Linked DNA regions of Mus musculus: regions 1 and 3 are each linked to region 2. The links are chromatin contacts, called in public Hi-C and promoter capture Hi-C maps. All regions are on one chromosome and are shown on one strand. Each heading gives the region's core, a stretch centred on a gene start, on an enhancer-like site or on the middle of the called end of the contact. The rest is flanking DNA. Distances are from core to core; before and after follow the strand shown.

Region 1 (3,689 bases), core at 1,114-3,613, 1.1 Mb after region 2:
AAAATGGAGGGCATACCCGTGAGGGGCTTTTGCACAATTTGAAGTAGGAAGAGCCACTTCAAGTTCAGATCCTGAGGTAGGAAGTCACACTAGAGTATAGTATATACTCTATATTAATATACATTTATAATATATGATTACTTATATACAGAAATATTTATATTATATGTAATAGTCTATTATAATTAAATATATTCATCCCATAAGTTGCTATCCTATAGAACCCTAGTACAAGGTCACACAGCAAATAGACTGCACGGTACATAGCTCTTCTGTTTGCTTGTGTATAAGAAGTGAAAAGCGGGCTGGTAAGATGGCTCAGTGGTTAAGAGTGCCGACTGTTCTTCCTCAGGTCCCAGCGACTACATGGTGGCTCACAGCCATCCGTAGTGGAATCTGATGCCCTCTTCTGGAGTGTCTGAAGACAGCTACAGTGTACTTACATATAATAAATAAATAATAATAATAAAAAATTGTAAAAAAAAAAAAAAAAAAGAAGTGAAAAGCAGAGCTGTTTGGTTTGGTCTTTTGTCTCAATACATGTTTGGGGGCGGGTAAGTGGTGCCAGGGGACCTCTACAGAGTGGTGATCTGTAGGAAACAAGGTTGCTCAATTCAATACAATTAAGCAGCCAGTGTTGGTTCAAACTTTGCAAGCCTGACCCCAAGTAGTTTATTTGGTGAAAACTTACCTGGTGATAATTAACCCAATCACCTGTGCACAGCACAGCTTAGGACACCACTGCACTGGAACTCTTTGTAAAGTACATGTGACATCTTCCAGAAAGATAGTTTCTATAGACTGAGAAAAACATGCTCACCGATAAGAGTCCAGGGAGGAACTGGTGAGATCTCAGCCTATCAGTCTCAGGTCACAGGCCATTACCCACATCTGCTCCCAGCCTTCTGGGCAGAAGACACGTCATACATCTCTCTCACTAAACAGACATTCCTGTGTAGTTAACATTCCTGGTGTCCCTAGTGCTTATCTGAGCCTCGCACACAGGTTATTTCTTAAACTCTTGTAGAGGACTTATACAATAGCCATCATTATGGGGCCAAGCCTCACTATATTATAATAAACAATACATAGTCCAGAGCATCCTTGAAGCAGCCTCGAGGCACAGATGGATGTCCACTAGGGTAATGCTCCGAAGGTGAACTGCTGAGTCAAAGTGTTGACTGACCTGCAGAAACACATTTAGGGAAAATGAAAGACTAGACAGTGCAGAAGTGGGGATTTTGTTGTTGTTTTGCGGGATATGTGTGTGTGTGCGCGTGGTGTGTTGAATGGTGGGTGTCTGTTGTTAAAATTCTGACTGGGTTTTTCTAAGGATCGGCACACTAGAAGTTTCGGTAGTCCGGCCTTTTGAAGCGCGGGGGGAAGTGCTGAATTGGAAGCGCCAATCTCCCTACAGATAATTTGCATAGCGCGGAGCAGGGGCTGCGGCATCCACGTGCGGCGCACTCTCCAGCATCCCCGTCTGTACCCCAGGTTTCGTCCGGGGTTTGAACGGCTGTGCCACCACGTGCCAGTCCGCGTCCTTCCCCGCTGGGCCAAAGCGTCCTAGCCACAGCCCTCCTGATATAAACGCAGAAAACAAGTAGAAAGCCCAGGCTGCGTGCGCCGAACCTCCTGCCCGGAGTCCGGGACCGGAGCCGGCTTTCTCCGGACTTGGTCCGATCGGACGACCAGCCGCCCTCGAGACTTGGGGTCAAGAGCCGGGACCCTTGGAGGATCACCGGAAGAGGTGACAGACACCTCGGGGCCCATGAACGTTTGGAATTCGTAAGGACATGAGAATCTCGGTGGTTCCGTGTCTGCCCGCCATCGCGGCCACCGGCCACGGGCCCAAGCCAAGTGTAGCGAAGCTTAGAAAAGGTTGCCCAACGTCATGTGGCTTGAGAAGGCTGCCGGGCGCCTTAAGCCGCCAGCAGGTCCCATGGTGTAATGGTTAGCACTCTGGACTTTGAATCCAGCGATCCGAGTTCAAATCTCGGTGGGACCTCACTGAACCTTTTTTTGGCCTTAGAATCCCTGTTTTGGGGCCTGCAGGAAGTAGCAACCAACCCGAGCCTCCGCAGGGAATGCACTGACCTGTAGAATGGACGTTCAGCTTCCCTCCCTGTGTCTCAACACGATTACATTTCAGGAACAGCCTGGGCTGGGAGGCACTGCGCACGCGCGCCGAGTCGGGCGGAAAAATAAACGAGTTGATGGAAGACTGAACATAACTTTACCCAGGAGGGAAAACGAAAGAACCCGAAGGATCCCGAGGCTTTCCTGTCTGAGTACCGCTGCACACACCGCGCCTCGGAGTCCCCGCCCCCTACCCTCTGATTGGCTGCTGTGCAGAACGCGCGGTAGGATTGCTTTGTGAGCCGCGAATGAAGTGGCCGGACGGGGCCGGGGGGCGGGTAAGTGGTGCCAGGGGACCTCTGATTGGGTACAAGAGAGCGATTCCCCGAGGCTTGTGCGTTTAGGGGTCATAAACCCGTGTTTTGGTTCTGCATTGCTCACCCAGCGAGGTTGTGTTTCAATTAGACAACAGTCACTTAGTCAGGCTGGCAGGCGATCAGTACAGTTTCTCACCGTCCATGAGGTGTTTCTCCGAGAGAAGGGCAGGAATCGCTAAGGATTTCTTTAGCTGCATCGCGCCGCGGGTGGAAAATATGTACAGGGAGTATTGTATCTTCTTTGGATTAAGATCTGGGATTTGTGTTCGTCCCTGTGGGATAAATGACGAGGGAGCCTGCTGACGCATTATGGTCTCCCTACAGAGTGATTGGCACGGTGGCTATAGGTTCTCACCCTTGGGAGGATGCCATGGAAACCAAAAGGAGCCTCTCCCGACTCTCCGATTAATTCTCTAAGCATGCCTCTTGCAGACACAACCCACGCACTCTTTAAAACATCTGAATGGATCAGTTTGAATGAACCATCGCAACCTCAAAAAGATCAAGACGTGAGAGGAGGCACACTTGCGCTACCAGAAAATAAAGATGCTTGTTAACTGTACATTAAAGAAATTAAGATAATGTCTGGATGGATAAACATACCGATGGAACAGAATAGGGAAGCAAGATGCAGCCTCACCTTTATGCATAGTTTATAATAACAAAGGTGTCACAAATTTAAATAATAATAAAAGGTAGCACAACAGAGTTAGGGGAAAGGACCTACTTGACATCCTGCTGTGTGCTTGCTTATAGGGAAAGAATATGAAATCGGATTCTTGTTAACACTAAACACAGCAGAAAGTCCCAAGAGAATTGTTGACCTGAAAGTGACAGAAGCGGTGAGCTTGGCTGACGACATAGGGGAATGCCTACACCTCAGTTTAAACAAAGCCCGAATAAAACGCACAGACGAGGACTGTGCTACTCCAAGTACCATCAGAAGAGTGAAAATATCTGGGCCTGTTGCTCAATGGTGAACTGCAAGGCACTCAGGGCCTGGCATACTAAGAGAAAAGGTAAGCCACAGACTAGGGATATGCATGTGTAATGCATAAATAGCAAATAAATCTAAATAAATTCTCAAAGCCTGTAAGAAAACTGCCTGCCGAAAAATAGCAAAACCTGTGCTAGGGGCATAGCTCAGCAGGTAAAGAGCTTGCATGCAACCATGCTGGACCTGAGCTCCATCCACAGAACTCATGTCAGAGCTGGGCATGCTGGGGATTGTAG
Region 2 (3,883 bases), core at 501-3,000:
TCTGCACTGATTGGCCCCCTTCGGTTCAGTTTTCCTTTGCCTAACAGGACCATGCTAACCACCTGCGACTCTCTCTGGCTCACAGACCTGCCAGTGTGGCCAGGAATCATGCTATGGCCTTCACTTTGGTACTGTAAGACCTGGCTCAATGCCTAGCCTAAAGGCAGTCTCTGGTAAATGTTTATTGAATGGATAGGCTATATAAATACACATCTCATGGTTGTTGTGTGGTTTTGTTTTTTGGTTTTGGAGGTTTTTTTGTTTTGTTTTGTTTTGGTTGGTTGGTTGGTTTTTCGTTTTTTTGTTTGTTTGTTTGTTTTTCCTTTTTAAGGCTGTGCAGCTGGTATTAATCCCATGATCCTTTCCCTCTGCCTCCCAAGGGCTGGAGTCCCAGCTGTGTGGCGCCACACCCAGCTCATGATCCTGTCTTGGAAGTCTCAGTACCTAGGAAGCTCTTGCTCCAAAGAAAGAGCAGCCCCGGGAATAGAAAAAGAGAGTGGACCTTATAAGGGATGCTGATGACTAACTACTACAGTCCACTGCAAGAGCCAGACGACTCTCCCCATCCTGCTCATGGGAGAAAACGACAATGCACCAAAAATTCTAGGCTAGCCTCACGTTTACTATGTAGCCAAGGCTGGCCTTAGTCTAAGTGCTGAGACAACCGGCAGGCATGCACCACTTTTCTCAGCAAGCTTCCTTCCTCTTGCTTCTGTGCAGCAGATTGCGCTGGCTCAAGCTGTAGACAGAGGATAATGAGTTCCCACTGCAGACACCAAGGCAGGCCAAGAAGGTCTCTTACCTGGCACAGTGCTGGGTGCCTGTCTACATGGCTCTTGGGGCTCCCACTCCGGATACTGGTAGACACCAGGGCTACAGAGTCATCTTCCACCACGGGCTGCCCCAGGCAGATCAAAGCTGGAAGAAGCGTTGTGAGGATTTCCTACTTCTCTCTCAGCCAGACATCCACCACGTGAAGTCAGCGTGCAGGCGCCGCACCTGTTCCCTGTATCCTTGGCTGGCTATTGCCAAAAACTATGCCTCCCACTACCTAGAAAGGAACAACAAAGAAATAAAAACAGCAACAACAACAAGAAGAAATATGAAAAGGAGGAAATAACCAAGTTGAAAGAGGTTTAGGAAAGGGACAGCCCTTCCATCTGTTAGAGCAGTGGCTAGTAGTAACTCCACTGCATTGGGTATAGGATGCCCTGAGCCCAGCCCAACCCTTAGGAAAGGGTTACAAGTTAGAAGGGAAGACCATTCTGCTCTGGGGTAGCCTGATTCCAATTTCTGTCTTCTTTCTATTCAGCTGACTCCCTTCTCGCCTCAGAGTCTCCTTCCTGACCCCAGAGTGCTTCCCCAGTCCCCAGAGTATCAGCCCACCACCACGACCCTCAGCACCTGCCCTGCGGTTTACAAGGCAGTTTCAGTCTCTCCTTACTCTCAAGCCACAATCTTCTCCCTCAGTCTCTCCCTGTGTCCCTAACACCTTTGCTTCCGAGTCCGGCCCCCAAACCATGTTTTCTTGCCCAGTCTTCCAACCTCCGCTGCGCCAGGAGGGGATCCCTGCCCTACGTTCTTCTTCAGTAGCCCGCCACTGGCCGGCCACTTACTGCGGACCTCTCCTCTCCAGCCCCGAGACTTCGCCCCGCCCTCGCCTTGGCTGCTGTCCCTATACCTTTAACAAACCTCCACGTGCTTCTTAAACGGCGGTGACAGCATTTCCTTGTCTCTCTGCTCCCGCCCCTGGAGGCGCTGCCCATTGGCTGCTGGGTTCCTTCATTCCCGCTCTAATTGGTCTCGCTCCAGGTAACTCAAACCAATAAGCTCTCCAGGTATGGATCCCTGCTCTGGTCCTGGACAGCTATTGGTTGATCCTAGGCACCTTGGTTCCGAGAACTTAGGACTTACTAGCTTGTCTGGGGCTCTAGTAAATTCTTCCTTCCCAGGCTAGACACACAGGCTGAGCAATTGGTTCCGAACCCAGGGCCAGGCGACGCTGGGTCACGTGGCCGACTGCTTACATGACGTGCGGGCTGCTGAGCGTCACTGTGACGTTCAGGAGACCTGCGAAGTGGACGGGCTACCTCCGTCACCTGTGCTGTCGGGGTGCAGTCATGGACCTGGGACCAATGCGCAAGAGTTACCGCGGGGATCGAGAGGTGCTGCCGCTGCCGCCGGGACACGGAAAGGGGGTGTCCCTAAATTAGCAAAGGGTTGGAGGAGCGCCTTGTGCTTTCAGGGGCCACTTACAAGGCAACGGGATTTAGGGGTCACCCTGATGGGAGAAGAGGGTTTCAGAGACAGCTACTGGGGAGGGCCTCAGGGGAACCGTGGATTAACGTGTACTCATAGACCCCTTGACATCAGAACCCACCTGTGTTGGAACCCAGCCCTTTTCTGACTGTCTCGCTGTGGACAATTTATGCTCTTTGGGCCTCAGTTTATCCACCTGTAAAGTGGTGATACCTACTTCACAAGGATGCTGTGGGTTTGGGGGTTTTCTCATTTTTTACATTTTTATACATTTAGAGTGTACATGTGTTTATACATGTATGACAGGCGACAACTTTCAGGAGTTTTTTGGTTTTTGTTTTTGTTTTTTTTTTTTTCCCACCATGTCGTAGGTCACCAGGAATGAACTCAGGTTGTCAGGTTTCGTGGTAGATGTCTTTACCAGTCTATATTTAGGCATTTGTAAAATGCTTAAAACAGTCATAAACGTGATATAAATTTATAAAGGAGCGGAAGCTGGGCTTGTAGCTGAGTGTTGTGGAGTCTTGCCTGGTGTGTATGAGGGTTCTGGGTTCCACCTTTGGCACCAAATGAACTAGGCACAGTGGATCCAGAGTTCAGGGTCCGGCTACACAGTGAGTTCAAGGCTAACCTGGAAGCTCTTCGTTTTAACCTCCCTCATCATGATCTTCTCCCCACTCAGGTCAGGGACCAAGAGATCAGTTCTGGGATTGGGATCCAGAGCTACAGTGGCCAAGTGTGCTTATCCGTGAACATCTGCAGGAGTGCTTGACTGAGATGTAGGCTCTTGTGAAACCTTAGAACTACTTCATGAAAAAGAATGAGGTGACCCACAGGAACTTCAGCACACTCCAGCCCTGGTTCATCCCTTCCTCCTTAGGAGACTCAGGGACTTACTGGGCCGTTTTATGCCTGTTTCACCATCTGTAAATGGACATAGAACCTACTTCCTGAGTAGTGTTTTGTTTGGTTGGTGTTTTTTTCTTTCTCTCATGGTCATCATTATGATGGCTAAATGCATTTACATTTGAAAAACATCTCAGCCCATTGCCAGGCACAGAGTAAACATTGTTCATTCGCTGACATCAACCTCTCTTTCTAGGCATTCGAGGAGACTCATCTGACCTCTCTGGATCCCATGAAGCAGTTTGCTTCCTGGTTTGACGAGGCTGTTCAGTGTCCGGACATAGGAGAAGCCAATGCTATGTGTGTGGCTACCTGCACCAGGTACACACAGCCTGGGGCCTCTGTGTGGGTGGGTCCAGATGGAGATTAGGAAGTGCTCTCAACATTATTATATCTTTAGTTCCGCTATTAAAGCCAGCCTTCTCTGAGCCCCAGTAAACCAGTCCTTAACTGGTAAACCAAAGCCAGATCACTGAATACTCTCTAGTGATAAAATGCAGTTCCTTATACATCTCCATCCCTAATGTATCCCCTCACGGCCCTTGGCCTCCCTCAGGCTCCTATCTGCTCACCCCTCATGGCCCTTGGCCTCCCTCAGGCTCCTATCTGCTCAAGCCCTGACTTTTGGAGCTATATCTGCTGGGACTGGCCCTGAGGCCCTATTCTCTCTCTCTCTCTCTCTCTCTCTCTCTCTCTCTCTCTCTCTCTCTCTCTCTCT
Region 3 (3,797 bases), core at 647-3,146, 1.9 Mb after region 2:
AGACAAGCTTCTTATCGGGAGCTAAACAGCCGGGTAGTAAATATGCATTGGTTTGTACGCAAAGACAGAGGAACAAGGCTAGAAAGGTCATCAGATCTTCTGGTATTTGCAAAGCTAAAGGAAGATAGATTGTTTAGCAGTTACCATTTTAACCAGTTAGGCGGGGCATCTAGAATTTGCCAGGCCAAAAGGGAAGTAGAAAGTAATGGAAGAGGACACTCCCATAGGAGAGGCTCCGGTCACACCAAGTCTCAACAAAATCTGATTTGTCCTAAGGGTTAATCATTAGCATAATGGTTAAGAAGGGTTCTGGGGTTAGATACCGCACTATTAGAATCTTAGCTTTGTGGCTTTAGCCGAATAGCGTAACTTCCTTGAGCCTTGGTGTTCTCATCTTAAAAGCAGAGCTAATTCCCTGATGACTGGTGTAAGGATTTCATAATCGTAGACCCGCGCCTTCCGGTGGCTCACCTCTGCTTTCTCATCTTTCTATTTAACTCCAGGCTCATCTGGGCTGCTCCTGCATCAATGTGGCCACATGGGGCTGCAAAGATCTCAAACTTACTTTATGCAGGGAAAGCTGCTTGCTCCCCCTGGTCCCTCCAGGGCTGTGTCTGATGAAGAGACAGCTCTGCTCCCATATGTAAATAGAGAGACAGGTACAGACCTGGGTTTACATAGTGGTGGCAACGACAAACTGTCAGTAATTGTCATGAGCAAAAGGACATCCTGGTCTCTAAGGGCTGCACCTTTGAGTGTAAGAGATAAGATCAGCTGTGAGGAAATGATTGTACCTTCTAAGGTCACAATGTCTAGATAGGGAATCAGACACAGAATGAGCTGGTTCCTCAAACACCGGAGCAGAATCCCATTGGATGGGCTCATTTTCTGCTTTCCCTTTTCCTTAGACTGGTGGTTGTGTAGATGTGTGTGTATACACATATATACTTGTATACATGTATATTGCCTTGAAAAAGTAGTATTTGTAAAGCAGTTAGCATAGTGCCTGCTGCATGTGCTGTTCTTATTTAATTATAAAAACATGTAGAAAACGATGCTCAGGGAAAATGAGTCTTGTTCTGCATTAGGGGAAATCTGAGTTAGACCAAAACAACATTCCATACACTCTTGGAGTTCCCTAATTCTTCCTCGGATAGTGAGATCTTTGAGTCAAGCCCACCTGTCTCCACCCAGCATCACACCTGTGGGGGCTGAGGTCCCATTCACTGCTTCGAGACAAAGGCTGCCCTTTGCTAATTATTATTTCTGATGGGTTGTCATCACCACCACTAAATATCTGTCTGGCTTTGCGGAGGAGCCGCTTCCAGCAGGGAACAGGATGAGAGGAGGCGGGTGGGCAGGAGAAATACTCCTTCATACATAACATTGAGTGTACTTAGCACGAAGAAGTTAAGTCCGGAGACCCGCAGTCACCTCTTAGGGACTCACATCACTGCGGAGGTCCGCATTCCAGGCAGCCGAACACAGTCGACCGTTCTCCGAAGAGCCAACGCCTGGTTTGTCCAGCGGGGATCGCGGTGCTGGCGGTGCCTTGAACGGCCTTTCCAGTAGCAGCCGCCGCAAGCGCCAAGCAAATCCACCTCTGGCCCCGCCCGTCCAATCCGTCTTGTACCGAAGGCGACGCTCCTAGGAAGAAGCTCTCCGCTGGAAGGGGAAATCCGGGCTTTAAGGGTTCCCGACAGGTGTCTGAGAGAGAGGGCGGAGTCGCGATAGGAGAGATGGAGAGGGAGGGGCGGCGCTGCCCCTTTAAGAGGCGGCGGCCGAGCGGGGACCTTTTCTCTTTCCCCGGAAGGAAAGCGGAGCCCGGACTGGGCGCGCAAGGTGGGGAGGTGCGGGGCTGGGCGGTGGGGAGGCGGGGCGCGCTGGGGAGGATCCCTCCCTCCTGCCCTCCTGGTGATCGAGGGCTTGCCGTTCTAAATCCTCCACCTAGCCGAGGTCCAAAGAGCTAACACCTCCAAGGGGGCGCGGCCGGGACCATCTAGGGTGTGGGGTGCTCGGAGCTCGGAACGGTGACCCGTCCACCGAACCAACGTGAGAGTAGATCCACGGATCTGGAAAACGGATTGGAAAAGCACCCGGAGCAGACGTGAAAGTGACCCGGACTAGGGTAAAAAATTGCCTGACTACCGGTGCAGCGGCTCTGCGGGCTCGGGTGTCCTCTGGTGGCGCCTGGAGCAGGTGAACCGTTCATCACTCCCGGTGCTGAGCCCTCTAGCGATTTCGCCCGGCCCCTTACGGCCCGGCCCGCAGCCATGGGCCCCGGCCCCTGCCGCGTGCCCCGCGCCCCTGGCTGGCTGCTCCGCGCTCTGGCCTTGATGGTGGCGGCTTGCGGCCGGGTCGCCTTCGCCTTCAACCTGGACACCCGATTCCTGGTGGTGAAGGAGGCGGTGAACCCCGGTAGCCTCTTCGGCTACTCGGTCGCCCTCCATCGGCAGACTGAGCGACAACAGCGCTACCTGTAAGTCAGCCTGGCGGCGGTGAGGTGGGGTGCAGAGAGAGGGGTATGTGCGCGGATACCTGACCTAAGCTAAACTGGAGCCCTGGGCCCGCTGACTTCCAGGCCTGCTGCTGCTGGCCTTTCCTTGTGAGCCAGGATTAAGAGGGCGGGTAAGACGGCAGTTCTCCGATTGTGGGGCTTGGCGGCAAGTGGAGGAAGGGGGTGGGGGGAGGGGGGCAGTAATCATGGCAAGTGCTGACCTGGCCAGAACCTGTCTAGACGCGACCGCTCCACATTTCAGACATCTTCGGAAGTAGGGTCTTTGTTGCCCAGCACCCTGAGAATCCAGTACCTAACATTAGCTTCTTTCCCGGGCTAGGAGAACTCTGTATATTAAACACCTATTACATCGCTCTTCCCCTCCTCCTTGAAGAGAACCGAGAATATATGCGTTCAAATCCCTATTAGCCCTCTCATTTAGCCTGTGGCCAGAGCAGCCACGCCCTCTGCAGAACCAGGCTGGACCACACTTCTCAAGGGCTTGGCATTGCAGAGTGAGGTGATGAAGAGGCTGGGCATTCGGAGCTGTCCAGAGACTTCCTCTTGCCCCTAGAGGAACGGACAGTAGAAGACAGAGGAGGCGCTGTCTTCTACTCTGAGGCCAGAGCCCACCCGGAAGCAGTGGGGGTACTCCCACCAGACATCTCCCTGCATTCCACAGATTCATGTTGAATCAGCAGCCCTGAGTGTGTTTGTTTTGGTTTGAAGAGGGGAATGGTGTTTTCTCTTTTCTTCTGCTCTTTGCAACAGCTGCAAGAAGCGGGAAGAGCCCAGCAGAGTGGAGGAGGGGAGGAGATTGCATCCAGCCACCTGCCCCTCCCTGAGCACACTCATGCCCAACGGGTCATGTCCAGGTGTCTGAGGTTTCTCTGCATAGGTTCTGTGTGCTTAGGTTGGCTAGCTGAGGGAAGAGGGTGACCAGAGGTGGTGAAACTGCCCAGGAGGGACAGTGATGATCCATCATATAAGCCCCTCCTACCTTTTTGAGCTGGGTGGTCTGCCAGGCATTTACTCCTGCCCGGCCTCTGACAGTTCCTAAATCAGAAGACACAGTCAAGGTAAAAAGTGTTGAAACCTCTCCCTGCTCTGACTGGGGCCTGTAGAAACTTGAGGAAGTTTGGAATGTTCAAAGTCCAACTCAACGTCAGTCTTTGCCTCTGTCCTGCTGGCCCAGCCCTTGTCCGTACTGCCCACCTGGACTTAGTCTCTACCCTACCTGGCCCCTGCAGAAGAAGGTGGATCCACCACACCCTTCCTGTCCTGGCTGGGCAGATTTAAC

The links. Promoter capture Hi-C pulls out the DNA fragments that hold promoters and counts their contacts. Hi-C and Micro-C count contacts between places; a contact is called where the count stands out from the background.
Region 1: a Hi-C map of B cells shows a contact between it and region 2, with 9 read pairs. The contact joins the promoter of 4833417C18Rik here to the promoter of D030028A08Rik in region 2. A contact is called at or near these places in 2 of 39 promoter capture datasets (hippocampal neurons and liver), 1 of 484 Hi-C or Micro-C datasets (B cells), 1 of 115 datasets of contacts at active chromatin or transcription factors (embryonic stem cells) and 1 of 9 other capture datasets (macrophages).
Region 3: a promoter capture Hi-C map of liver shows a contact between it and region 2, with 4 times the contacts expected there. The contact joins the promoter of Itga3 here to the promoter of D030028A08Rik in region 2. A contact is called at or near these places in 2 of 39 promoter capture datasets (hippocampal neurons and liver).

What each region holds. Positions count from the first base shown.
Region 1 is chr11:95,857,491-95,861,179 of GRCm38.p6, reverse strand. 4833417C18Rik (RIKEN cDNA 4833417C18 gene) reads right to left here and starts at 2,363. Exons shown (of 2, transcript NR_045187.1): 1 at 2,098-2,363; 2 at 134-1,186. Gm38959 (a long non-coding RNA gene) reads left to right here and starts at 2,729. Exons shown (of 3, transcript XR_880173.3): 1 at 2,729-3,475. n-TQttg6 (a tRNA gene) reads left to right here and starts at 1,937; the gene lies at 1,937-2,008.
Region 2 is chr11:96,942,013-96,945,895 of GRCm38.p6, reverse strand. D030028A08Rik (RIKEN cDNA D030028A08 gene) reads right to left here and starts at 1,750. Exons shown (of 6, transcript NR_003293.3): 1 at 1,682-1,750; 2 at 803-1,051. Pnpo (pyridoxine 5'-phosphate oxidase) reads left to right here and starts at 1,877. Exons shown (of 7, transcript NM_134021.2): 1 at 1,877-2,165; 2 at 3,362-3,486. The coding sequence starts at 2,028.
Region 3 is chr11:95,074,813-95,078,609 of GRCm38.p6, reverse strand. Itga3 (integrin alpha 3) reads left to right here and starts at 1,896. Exons shown (of 26, transcript NM_013565.3): 1 at 1,896-2,479. The coding sequence starts at 2,274.